Regions from separate parts of the Sus scrofa genome. Here region 1 is linked to region 2. The links are chromatin contacts, called in public Hi-C maps. All regions are on one chromosome and are shown on one strand. Each heading gives the region's core, a stretch centred on a gene start, on an enhancer-like site or on the middle of the called end of the contact. The rest is flanking DNA. Distances are from core to core; before and after follow the strand shown.

Region 1 (6,396 bases), core at 3,396-5,895, 570 kb before region 2:
CTGATAATGGCAAAGACCTGGGATTTGAATCCAGGTCTTGTGACTGCAGACCCGACGCACTGTGGAGGACAAGATTGAGGGCAGTTTGCACGTCACCGTCTCACTACCTCGGTAGCGTCACTTCCCGACAGGCGCTCAGAGAGTATTCGCACAGGCAGGGCCCATCGTGTCACTCATTCATCAACCCTTTGCCAACATCCTTCTCTGTCTCGGGGACCAGAGAGGAAAAGGATACCATGCTAACCATCTTTTTTCTTCCCCCAGGTTCGAATGGTGAAAGACGGGGACCCCTCCTGGAAGCCCACGTTTATCGTGAAACCTGATAGTGGCTGTCAGGGTGACGGAATCTACCTCATTAAAGACCCCAGTGACATCCGTCTGGCAGGAACCCTTCAGAGCAGGCCAGCGGTGGTCCAGGAGTACATCTGCAAACCTCTCCTAATCGACAAGCTCAAGTTTGATATTCGTCTGTACGTCTTGCTAAAGTCCCTAGACCCCTTAGAGATTTACATAGCCAAAGATGGACTCTCGCGGTTTTGTACAGAGCCATACCAGGAACCCAGCCCCAAAAACCTGCACCACATCTTCATGCACTTGACCAACTATTCGCTGAACATCCACAGCGGTAACTTTGTCCATTCGGACAGCGCTAGCACAGGCAGCAAGAGGACTTTCTCTAGCATTCTTGGTAGGTTGTCGGCCAAGGGTGTTGACATCAAGAAGGTCTGGTCTGATATCATCTCCTTGGTGATTAAGACCGTCATTGCCCTGACTCCAGAACTCAAAGTTTTCTACCAGTCGGATATCCCCGCGGGGAGGCCGGGGCCCACCTGCTTCCAGGTAACCATCGCCCCTTCCCAGCCTAAGTTCCCCACCTTGACGGGGCCTTTAGAGGGATCCCTGGCCTCATCTGGGGTGAGGGAGGTGGTTTGGGTGGCTGGAGAGCGGGGGTGGAGGAGTGGTTGCTGGCATGGGCTTTGGTGTGAAACCAGGGTCCAACTTCCTGCTCTCTATTTGCTGTGAGATTTGGGGCAAGTTACTTCCGTTTTCCTATGTGTAAAATGAGACTAATGGTACCTCCCTTAAAGGGTGTAAGATTCAAATGAGATGGAACGAGATGGAAAGCCCAGTGGCTCCCATTCATTCCTTCATTCATTCATTTCTCCAGCAAAGTTTTACCACCTGCTTAGTAGGGGCCAGGCACTGCTTGAGGTATTGGTGAGGTAGGAAGTCAGTTCCCTGCTGGCTGATGCAAGAGTCTGCTATTGTGGGAGACAAATCAGAAGCAATTAGTATAAAGGGTCACCAGTGCTAGAATAGAGTAGGAAACGTTCCGGGCGCTGTGAGATTGTGGGACCATCTAACATTTTGTGAGTGGGGACAAGGGTGGTCTGGGAGGACTTCCAGAAGAACTAGAACCTGGAGTAAGAGGTAGATGGGGCAGGCCAGACTGGATAGGGCTGGGGAGACCAAACTGTCCTGGGGGAGACATCTTTGCAGCCTGAGCGGGGAGGGGGAACTGAAGGTGGGTTCCACATGGCTGGAGGGTGGGGCTTGAGGTCTGGAGGGAGGTGAGAAAGATGAGGCAGATGAGGCAGGTAGGGGGTAAGCCGGGGAAAGCTGAGGGCAGTGGGGGGCCAGAGGAGGGTGCCAGCAGGGCACCAGTGCACCCAGATGTGCCACAGGGTGGAGAATGGATTGAGGCATGGCTGGGAGCAGGGAGGGGACTGATGAGCTGATTGCTTCCTTATAAGCAAGAGAGGATGCTGGCCGGGAGTGGGGAGGTCTTGGTGGAGTTGGAGAGAATAGACTCCAGAGCCATTAAGAGGTGGAACGGTCAGACTTGGTGACTGGATGGGGCTGGGAGCGAGTCTAGAGATGGTGGCAGTGACAGAGGGGGGAGAACCCAGACCTAACCACAGGTGGCTTAGGCACTTGGATGGAGGGATAGAGGCCACCAGAAGGGGACCAGGCTTGTAGGGGGAGGGTAAGGAATTGGGCTCGAACATGCCTTTGAAGTGCCTGTGACCTCCAAGTGGAAAGGCTGGGTGGACAGTTGGACATCTGGGCCTGGAGTTGAGGAGGAGAGGTCTGGGCTGGAGAGAGAGACTGGGAACTCTGCAGTGGTCCCTGAAGCCACCAGAGGCTGTGGCGGGGAAAAAAGGACAGAGACAATCCCACGAGCATCACCATTCAGCTAAGGGACAGGCATCGAGGGGGCAGCAAAGGAGGCCAAGAAGGAGCCATTCGAGCTCGAGAAGGGATGTCAGGAGAAGAAGCAGCCTAAATGCTTGGCAAAGAAGCAGGTGGGGGTGAGCCACCCCAGACGCTGCTGAGATGCCATGTGAGACCAGAGCTGAAAGAGTCCGTTGATGTCCTGGGGTGACGGGACAGGGAGATGGGTAGTAGCCTGAGCCGACGTGTGGGAGGGGAGGAGATGGGGACAGGAGGAGCGGCCTCTTCCTGGACATTTGGTGGCAAAGGTGGGGGTGGGGGACTGGGAGTCCAGGCACACAGTTTCCTGCAACGCGATAAATCAGAATGGGGAGCAGATGATATAAAGGACACCTCTGGGACCGTCTTCATTGAATCCTTAAGATTATTTTGGAGCAGTTACCATCTGAGAAAGAATGCATGGCGCACGTGCTAAGCTGTGAAGCAGAACCGCCAAGTGATTATCCCCAACTCGCCTCCCAGCCCGAGATCCCCACCTCGCTCACTTCTCCCCCATCCCATTTCTCACCCCCAGGTAACCATCATCCCAAATTTTATGTTCATCATTTCCTCTCTTTAAAAAGAATACTTTTATTATACGTGAATGTATCCCTAAGCAATATATTATTTTGTGTCACTGGTTTGTGAGCTTTATAAAAACATGACCATCAAGCACGTGGGCTTCTGCAACTTTCTTTTCCACCACATGTGGCTGTGGATCATCGGTTCCATTTCATTTGCACTGCTGTGTATCTGTGGTAAACGCGTGCAATTTGTTCATCGGTTCTTCTGTCAGTGAACATCCGAGTTGTTTCTAGTCCTTTCTCTAAGGCTCTGGCGGGGGAATAACGAGTAACGTGGAACAAGAAGGGAGGGGAGGCAGTGGGACAGCATTGCTGATGGACGGGACATTCGTTTGACGGAGAGGAGGCTGGTCCTAAGCTGCAGCCATAAATGCAGAGGGACGACCCTGAGGGCTGGGCACCGGTCAGCAGGATTTCCAGGAGGCTGGCGGAAGCCTTGGGAGGGGACTTCCAGCATCGATCAGTCCCAGGAAGGGCTAATTGTCACCCAAAGATCTGTCCTGAGGCATTTGGATGCCAGGCTTTGGTTCTCAGGCAGGATGTCCAGCTCAGCCATCAGTAGTTGGCTTAGGGCATTAGAAAGCGGACACTTAGAGGCAGGACCAGAGAGAACCGGTCCCAGCTGGAGCCTTTGGAAGCTTAGGGTGAAGGGCTAGTTGCAACGTGGAGGCCACCGGGGGTCAACCCGGGGGATTGTGTGGTCACATCTGTTCGACAGTGACAGCTATTCCAGGAGTATCATGTGGGCCCGCGTGCACGGCCAAACCACAGAGGCCTGGCATGGCGCGGGTGCAGGGTGGAAGGCTGGGGCGGTGGCTTTGCAGCTTGTCTCACTGTGGACGGGTGGCTTGGGGTGCCCATGGGGGTGGAAACCAGGGGCCCACGCTGTGGGGGCTAGAAGGCCAATGGGGCGGGAGCCACTGGTTTGGACAGATCACATCCGGCAAAGGGAACCACAGCCCTGTGACCGTTTCCTACCGCTTGACCACACTAAGTGCTGCCAGGCCTGGGGTCAGGAGAGGAGCAGGGGCCAGAACTGACCCCACCCCACTCCTGGGAGAAGCCTGTCCTCTTCCCAGCCGGGTGACCTTGGGCATGTTTCCTCACCACCCTGAGCCTGTTTCTTTCTCTCTGAATCACCTCTACTCTCTTCCCTACCTGCCTTCTTTGGAGTAAAGTGATGAGGGTGAAAAGGTATAAAGCCTTAGATGACTGAAATCCATTTTACCGTGCATCTCAGAGTCAAAGAGATTGAAGTCCTTGGAGTTCTCTCCTGCTTTCTCTATTCTTAGCACTTGTGAAAACACTTGTTTGTTTGGATCTCAAACACGTGAACTTGGAACCCGAAGATTGAGGGACAGCATGTGCTTCTGCCATCGACTCGCTGTGTGATCTTGTCTTAGTCTTGTCTGTGCCTCGGTCTCCTCGCCTACCCCACAGGTTTGTGAACTAATTCACATGAGACAAAGATGAGGAAGGGCTTTGCACACGCTACTGTTGTACACATATGTAACAGATTAATTCCTTGTCACGGACGCCCCTTTTGCTTGTAGCCTGGGCCTGGCCCAGACGGCAGCCTTCCAGGACATAAACTCTAGCCAACAAAATTACATTTATCTTAAAACATGTGACTGTGACCCCTTTCCAATCACAGCCACAATAACTACTTGGGAAATTGTGATGGCCCGGAGCAGGGGCTGGCGCGGCTCGTCTGTGGGCAAGTTTCCTGTAATCTGTTGCCTAGGAACGTGGCTGCCCTGTCATTCCGGCCTGTCCCCCTGTCATTGCCCAGGCAGCCCCCAGCAACATATCCCCCGTCCGTCTTCTTGAGGGCAGTTCTGTGACCCTGGCTTAAACAGCCAGGTCCATCTGGTGTTGATGATTCATGTGGCAGAAATGCACACGCAGAGCAACGGTTTCCAGATCAACCTTCGTGAACATTCTACCCCAATTTCATTGCTCGGTTTCTCTCGTCCTCTAGCTCTGAGTCTACTTCTCTCCTTGACCATGATCCTTTCCCTCCGGTGTCTGGAGGAGGCACCTCCTCGAAATGCTTCTCCTCTTCCTTCTTTGCTCTTTTGACCTCCCCCTCCCCGTCAGCCCCAGACATTCCCCAGGAAAAAGGTGACGGAGCAGTGAGTGCTTATGCACCAGCCTGGGTTTTGTTCCTGGATGTCCTGGGTTTGCACTAACCCTGGTTCCTCCTTCCAGCAACTCCAGCTGGGGAGCTTGGCAAGTTAGCCTTTTCCTGCCTCAGTTTCCTTTTCTGAAGAGAGAGATAATATTTGTACCTGCCTCCCAGAGTCATTCACAGATGGAGTGAGAAAAGCCGCGTGGAACATCTGGCCCAGGACCCAGCACGTAGCAGTCTCTCAATAAAAGGTCATTATTATGACATTATGTGTTATCTGTGACAACAGTCCTTCTCTGACTTCCCGTCGTGACTCAGCGGAAGCAAATCTGACTAGTAGTATCCATGAGGACGCAGGTTTGATCCCTGGCCTCCCTCAGTGGGTTAAGGATCTGGCATTGCTGTGAGCTGTGGTGTAGGTCACAGATAAGGCTCGGATCTGGCACTGCTGTGGCTGTGGCCTAGGCCAGAGGCTATGGCTCTGATTCAACTCCTAGCCTGGGAACCTCCATAAGCTGAGGGTGTGGCCCTAAAAAGACAAACAAATCTTTCTCAAATGGGTCTATGAAGCAGTGTCTTGAACTAATGGGAAAACCATGAACTAGTAACATTTACAATGTCATGGAACACCGGTGTTCCAAGGAGCACAGTTGGAGAGACAAGTCCTGGCACTGGATGCCTCCCAGCCTCGCCCCAGCCTTGCTTCTGCATCCTTCCTGAGCCCCGAGGGCCTGCCAAACAGAGCTGATTTCCTGCCTCTTGTACGTAAGTTGTGTTTCCCCAATTCTGCCCTCTGCTCTGTCTTGGCTTGCCAGGCTCTCTCCTCATCTCACTCTTGTTTGCAGTTCAATGCCTTCTGACAAGGTGCTGCTCAAATCCTACCTTCTCTGTAAAGCCTTCCTTGACCACTTCTGACATCTAAGCTTTTTTCCTTCTAGATGTGTTTGCTGGTCACCCACTGGGACAAGCCTTGAGCTAGCTGTGGAGCCTGTGGTTATGGATAAGAGGCAGCCCTACCCCTAAGAGGTGTAAAGTGTAGTGGGGAAGCCTGGCACGTGGGCATTACCCTTCCATGTAATGAATGCTGCCCAGGGGTGGGGGTGGGGGCAAGTACAGGATGCTGGGAGAGCACAGAAAAAGGAGCAGTTAACTTTGCCAGTTAACTCAGTCAAGGAAGGCTTCCTGGAGGAAGAGATGCTTAAGCTGGAGCTTAAGGCATGAAGGAGAATTTGCCAAGCAGAAAAAGGTGAGCAACATCACACCCTCCTGATTTCCCCCCTGCTTTTTTGGCTGCTGCTTCTCAGCCCCTTCTGCACCTGCCAATGATGGAGATCCCAGGACTCCAGCTCCTCTCTTACCTACAATCACTCCCTAAAGGCCCTCTTCTAGCCCCATGGCTGTAAGTACCAGCTATGTGCTGTTGACTCCTGTATTTGTATTTCCAGTCTTGAGCTCTCCCTGAACTCC
Region 2 (5,948 bases), core at 756-3,255:
CCCCCTGCTTAAAAGGAATCTTCCCAGCCAAGTAACCAAACTGGACACTGGTGTTCTGAATCGGTCTTTCTAGAAGGTGTAGTCTGAGGGGTTGTGCGGCTGAGGAGTGTGCGGCAGGCTGACCACCTGTCAGGGATGGGAAGTTCTCAAGGGGTAGGATGGGTCTGATCTCCGTCTTTAGCCCTGGGCCCCGGCAGATGGAGCAGGGACTTGGCAGATGTGCATCGAGGAGGTGATGCCCTGGTGTGGCCCCTCCTATTGGTTGAATGGCTAAAAACATAGTTTCCTTCTCTCTCACCCCCGACTTTCTTTATTTGTGAAATGGAGGTGATGATAGCACCCACTCTTGAACGTGGTTGTAAGGATTCAATGAGAGAATAAAAGTCCGGTACTTAACCCCAGTGCTTGTGACTAGTAAATAAGAATACCTCCTTTCCTCCTCTTCCTCCTTCTCTTTCTCTTCCTTTTCTTTGCTTAAAGATAATATTGCCTGCTTGCCAGATGTTCAGCTCACACACAGCTGCATGGCTTAACTGATAGGCTGGGGTCTGAACTGCTAAGAATCCTTGACAGGCTACACTAAGGACAGGAATGAATGAAGTGACAGTGCATGGGAAACGGTTATAGAATGATAAGCCTAAGCCGTGTGTGTGTGTGTGTGTGTGTGTGTGTGTGTGTGGTTTTTTTGGTTTGAAATCCAGTCATTCAACAAAGCTGGGGCTTTTATGTGAGAAAAGCATCACATAAGTTTCTAAAAACAAAACAAAACAAACAAAAAAAAAGCTCATCATTTTTTTTTATTCTGCCCTGATAAAAATGCTGAAGTAGCTCAAATGAGTGGAAATGATGACATACCTGGGTTTTAACTCCAGTTCATTGGTACAGCAAGTAAATAGCCAAGAAGCCATAGAGGGTAGTGGTTCAGAGCACAGACCACAGTCAGACTATCTGGGTTCAAATCCCAGCTTGGCTCCTTACTAGCTGTGTGACCTCAGGCAAGTTATTTCACCACTCTGTGCTACAGTTTCCTCACAGATAAAATGGGAATCAAAATATAGCAACCCCACCCCCACAAAAGGGTGAAGCTCTTGGCACTGTGCCTGGTCCCATAGGAAGGAGCCAGTGTGTGTTAGTTACCATCATCTGCTGTTTGGCCTTGGTCAAGTTAACAAGCCTTCCTGAGCCTTGATTTTCATATCTGTACATTGAGCATACTACATGGCCAAGCTTTTGCAAGGACTAAATGAGAGAAAGTGTATGTGAAAGTACCTGGCACAAGTTGGTACAGAGTCCAAAACAGCTTCTTTCATGATTGGTGGAAACCAAGAGCAGGTGTCCCCAAGGGGCGGTCATACCTGGGGTGTGAAGGCAGAGCTGGGGTGTGGGGTTTGAGCAGCCTAGCCATGTCCCCTCCATCTCTGCAGAATTACTCTTAGGGGAGGAAGGAAGCAGGCTTGAAGCAGGGCATGGGGTGGGGGTGGGAGGGCAGAGGCCTCCAGAATACGGGTGCAGAACTTGGTGACGAGGGACAGAAGGCATGAGCAAGAAGTGGGGGTGACCCAGCCTTGCCCAATCTCGCAGGGAAACATGGTTTCTCCCATGGGGGAGGGGCAGGTTTGTGAAAACCCTTCCTCCACCCGCGTATGAGGGTGGGGGTATGTTCTCGCTGGGCTAACATCTCCTAGACAGCCTCACCAGGGCCATACCCAGGCAGCCAGCAGGGGCCCGATGGGACCCCCAAGACGTTGCCCCAACCACTGGCCTTCTCCCTGCAGTGGCTGAAATACAAGCACACAGCTAGCAGGGGCCAGGCCCTCTCATGTTGTGTTGGGGGTTGAATCTAAATGACCACGTTTCAGTCTGTTTCCGACGGGGAAGTGCAGCCACTTCCAGAGCAAATGGGGTTTGAGCCAAGTCTTCTCAGCTCCCTCCTGCCTCTGGGGGGCCCCAGCTGCTACCCAGACTTCCCGCATTTACTCTTTACAATTTGTCCGTTGCTCTTCCGTGGCTTCCTGTGTTTGTGTTGGCTTTGCTAAGTCCCTTTCAAGTGTTCTGGGTGCAGAGAACATGCCCCCTCCCCTCCCGCTTTTGTGCTTCTAGTCAAGAGGCGACATGATCTGAGAGAGGTCTGAGCCCGAGCCCTGTGTGTCACCCATGGCCACAGTTAGCCCGCCGGGTCCCTTCTTTTCTGGGTGACTGTCTCCTTCTTCGTAAAATGAACCACAACACCAGGTCCCCTTAGTCTGGGGCCCTTTTTGTCCGATAACCAGGTTCCTACCCAGAAATTGCTTTCTGGCAGAAGGCAAACTGAGACAGCTTCTTCCTCTTTCAGCTCAAATGTCACTCTCTCATCCCGCTAGTCAAGCCATAGGGCTTTCTCAGGGTCAGGTGGCACCCACTGGGATAAGCAACACCCAAAGATGTCGCTGGCAGCTTAGGAAGGGCCTGGGGAGATAGGCGAAGGGGTTTGGAAGGAAGATTGAGGACGAGGACAGCAGAACAGGGGGACGGAAGGTACATACACGTTGTACAGGTACGATCCCCAAAGGGGCCACCAGGGCAGCCCGCAGAGGCACCTGGGCCAGAGCCTCCTGTCCCTCCCCCAGAAGATGCTGCAATGTCACACCACCAGCTGACTGGGGCTAAAATACAGTCAGGATTCAAGGCCAGTCACCACAAGCCATGACTGACCCATGTTCCCCCAGACTGTCACTGCATACCTTAGCAAAGCCATCCTGACTCTATGTTTTGTCACCAGGAAACGCCCAGAGGTCGTGACCATAACCAGATGGAAGGCTCCAGTGGTATGGGAAGGCACTTACAACAGAGCCGTCTTAGATAATTATTATGCCAAACAGAAAATTACCGTGGGCTTGACGGTTTTTGCTGTCGGAAGGTAGGTGTTGCTAATAAAACTGGCCTTGAGTTTTTCCCCTTCCACTATCAGAGGATGGGTGAGGGGCCCCTGGGTTTACAGAGGCTGTTCATGTCATGTCTGAATTAGTGGAGAGGAGAATGGTGTCACAGGGCCATTTTAGACTCCCTTCTGCTGAGGTCCCCAAAGGCTAAGAATAAAACTAGTCAGAGGGTCAACTCTTTCCCACCTCAGGGTGAGGGGCTTGGGTTGCAGGGAAGAAGATCTGCTATACCCACTGCACCCAGAGTCGACAGTACACCCACAGCCACCTCCGCCCTGACCTCCACGGCCCTCTGTGGAAATTCCAAAAATGGCAGCTGTTAGATGGCCTGTGTGTGTGTCGTTTCTCCTATGCTCTCGAGACCCCAGACCAAGGACCAAAGACAGAAGTGTCCTAAGTGGAGTGGTTTTCCACCTCCGCATGGCTGACCACTCCTCTGTGCCTTCTGCCTATTCCTCCTGGAGGGTTTGGCCCGGGGAGATTAGGCTGCTCAGAACTTCCTCTTCCAGAGGTTGGATAGGTTCCTGTTTCAGCCCCCGTTTCCTTGTTTGGAACTTTTCTCCCCAAACTGTAATCATTCTTACTTAAAAGTAGTAGCTGTAATGTTCATTTAAAATATAACCCAGTTTTCTTTTTTAGAGAATCCCCCCCCCTTTTTTCCAAAACAAAAGCAAAAGTTCAATTTTCCTGTTCACCTCCGTGCCCCTTCCCTCCCCCACATCCATGGGCCTTTCCATCTGTACCTTTTCTGAAAGCCACAAAGAAACTGAATCACTTTGTTATACAGAAAAAATTATCACAACATTGTAAGACAACTATACTTCAACAAAACTTAAAAAAAAATCAGAAAGAGAAAGAAAGAAAAAGAAAAAAAGGAAGGAAGGAAGGGAGTTCCCATCATAGCTCATTGGTTAATGAATCTGACTAGCATCCATGAGGACACAGGTTCAATCCCTGGCCTTGATCAGTGGGTTAAGGATCTGGTGTTGCCGTGGGCTGTGGGGTAGGTCACAGATGCATTTCGAATCTCGCATTGCTGTGGCTCTGACGCAGGCCAACATCACAGCTCCGATTGGACCCCTAGCCTGGGAGGGTGCAGCCCTAAAAAAGCAAGAAAGGAAGGAAGGAAGGAAGAAAGAAAAGGAAGGAAGGAAAGAGAGAGAGAGAGAGAGAGAGAGAGAGAGGGAGAGGGAGAGAGAGAGAGAGAGAGAAAGAAAGAAAGAAAGAAAGAAAGAAAGAAAGAAAGAAAGAAAGAAAGAAAGAAAGAAAGAAAGAAAGAAAAGAAAAGAAAAGAAAGTTAGTTGACCTGTTGCCTGTACAAAGAGAAGTGAAGGTCAAGGTTGATCTGAGTGAGGATTTAAGCATCCTCCTAAGACCTTCTCCAACCTAGAGCCCAGAAGGTATCACTGTCACTGTACTAATCAAGTCCTAATGTCCCTGAATGTACTGATCCCAGGGGCCTGGGTGGCATCTCTAATAGAGAAGGGTGACTCTGGAGTTTTGACCTTTCGACTAGAAGAATATGTTCTGTTAGGAGTTGGGAAAGATTCCCAGCTCACCTAATCCTTTGGTATAAGAGGAGACCAGCCAGCCATACCGCAGATTGATTTAACCTTGGTGTTTCCAAAAAGAACGGCTCCACATTGGCTCTAGCCATCTTGTTGCGGCTTTAGAGAACTAAACTGTACTTGGCATGTCCTGGTGAAACCCGCGCACTCTGCTCTGAGGCGAGAGAGGACTGTTTGTACTCAGCAGCAATAAATCCTCCCAAGAGTGGATTTGGACTTTTAGGAGGTGTGATGTTTGGTTTATTTTCAAATGACAATGCACAGCACCAACTGCAGCTCTTTAATCTCTAAACAATGTTAAACCTCACAAAGGTTTCCTCCCTCGCCCCTAGGATCACCTCCCAAGCTTCAGGGCACAATAGATTTTTTCTTAAAGTTCCAGAGTGCAGAAGAATTTCCTGGCCATTAGCCCCAGAGCCATGTTGAAGTCCCTCCTTGTATTGCTGAGATATTCTCTCCGTTTAAAGAATCAATACTATAAACCTGGGGTTTCCAGAGACCAGCATTGAAAGCACAGTTTATGTTTGTAGTAATCAAAGGGAATCCAAGCAGCAACCAAAAAACAAAAGGAAGTGCCAGTCATTATTACAAAATGTCATCATTGGCTGATAATGTGATCAACAAATTAAATTCAGTGCACAGTCACTGGGCATGAGTCTGGGTGGTGACGTGGGTTGTGTTAAGCCAGCCAACTACTTCTTCCCTTCTCTATCATCCCCATGGCTTCACAGAATAGCCTGTATCTTGGCTTACAGAAGACAGGAATGTGATGGGTTTTTTTTTTTCTCTTTTTCTTTTTCAGCTGCACCTGTGGCGTATGGAAGTTCTGAGCCACAGCTGTGACCTTCTCCATAGCTGCAGCAACACTGGATCTTTAACCCACTGTGCCACTGCCACAATGGGAACTCCCCCCTTTCCTTTTCTTCCTGAACATGATGGTTTTTGAATGAATAGGTAAATAGCTAAAATACCACTACACATCTATTAGAATGACCCAAATCCCAAACACTGACAATACCAGCTGCTGATGAAAATGTAGAGCGATAGGAAAGCTTATTCACTGCTGCTGGCAATGCGAAATGATACAACCAATTTGTAAGACAGTTTGGCAGATTCTTACAAAACTAAACATACTCTTACCATACAATCCAGCGATGGCACACCTTAGTATTTACCCTCAAAAGCTGAAACTTTATGTCTACACAAAAACTTGCATACAGATGTTTATAGCAGGTATTTTTTTTGGGGGGGGGTGGGTTTTGGTTTTTTCTTTTTTTGTCTTTTTTGGGCCACACCTGCGGCATATGGAGGTTCCCAGGCTAAGGGTTGAATCAGAGCTACAGCTGCCGGCCTATGCCACAGCCACAGTAACCCGAGATCTGAGCCACATCTGCGACCTACACCACAGCTCATGGCCACACTGGATCCTTAACCCCCTGAGCGAGGCCAGGGATTGAACCTG

Evidence for each region. Hi-C and Micro-C count contacts between places; a contact is called where the count stands out from the background.
Region 1: a contact with region 2 is called in a Hi-C map of mesenteric adipose tissue, with 2.0 times the contacts expected there. The contact joins two enhancer-like sites. A contact is called at or near these places in 9 of 47 Hi-C or Micro-C datasets (embryonic fibroblasts, epiblast stem cells, fetal heart ventricle and 5 more) and 1 of 2 datasets of contacts at active chromatin or transcription factors (alveolar macrophages).

Annotation. Positions count from the first base shown.
Region 1 is chr1:262,092,595-262,098,990 of Sscrofa11.1, reverse strand. TTLL11 (tubulin polyglutamylase TTLL11) reads left to right here. Exons shown (of 11, transcript XM_021068337.1): 5 at 265-840. Among named protein-coding and RNA genes, the nearest start is that of TTLL11, 110 kb to the left of the region's middle. Within about 2 kb of position 4,645, at least 13 of the 83 cell types and tissues checked have an H3K27ac peak or open chromatin away from gene starts, as enhancers often do. A contact at or near this core is called in mesenteric adipose tissue, retroperitoneal adipose tissue and subcutaneous adipose tissue, where this site is marked.
Region 2 is chr1:261,516,013-261,521,960 of Sscrofa11.1, reverse strand. GGTA1P (glycoprotein, alpha-galactosyltransferase 1 pseudogene) reads left to right here. Exons shown (of 8, transcript NM_213810.3): 7 at 2,759-2,896. Among named protein-coding and RNA genes, the nearest start is that of GGTA1P, 69 kb to the left of the region's middle. Within about 2 kb of position 2,005, at least 25 of the 83 cell types and tissues checked have an H3K27ac peak or open chromatin away from gene starts, as enhancers often do. A contact at or near this core is called in mesenteric adipose tissue, retroperitoneal adipose tissue and subcutaneous adipose tissue, where this site is marked.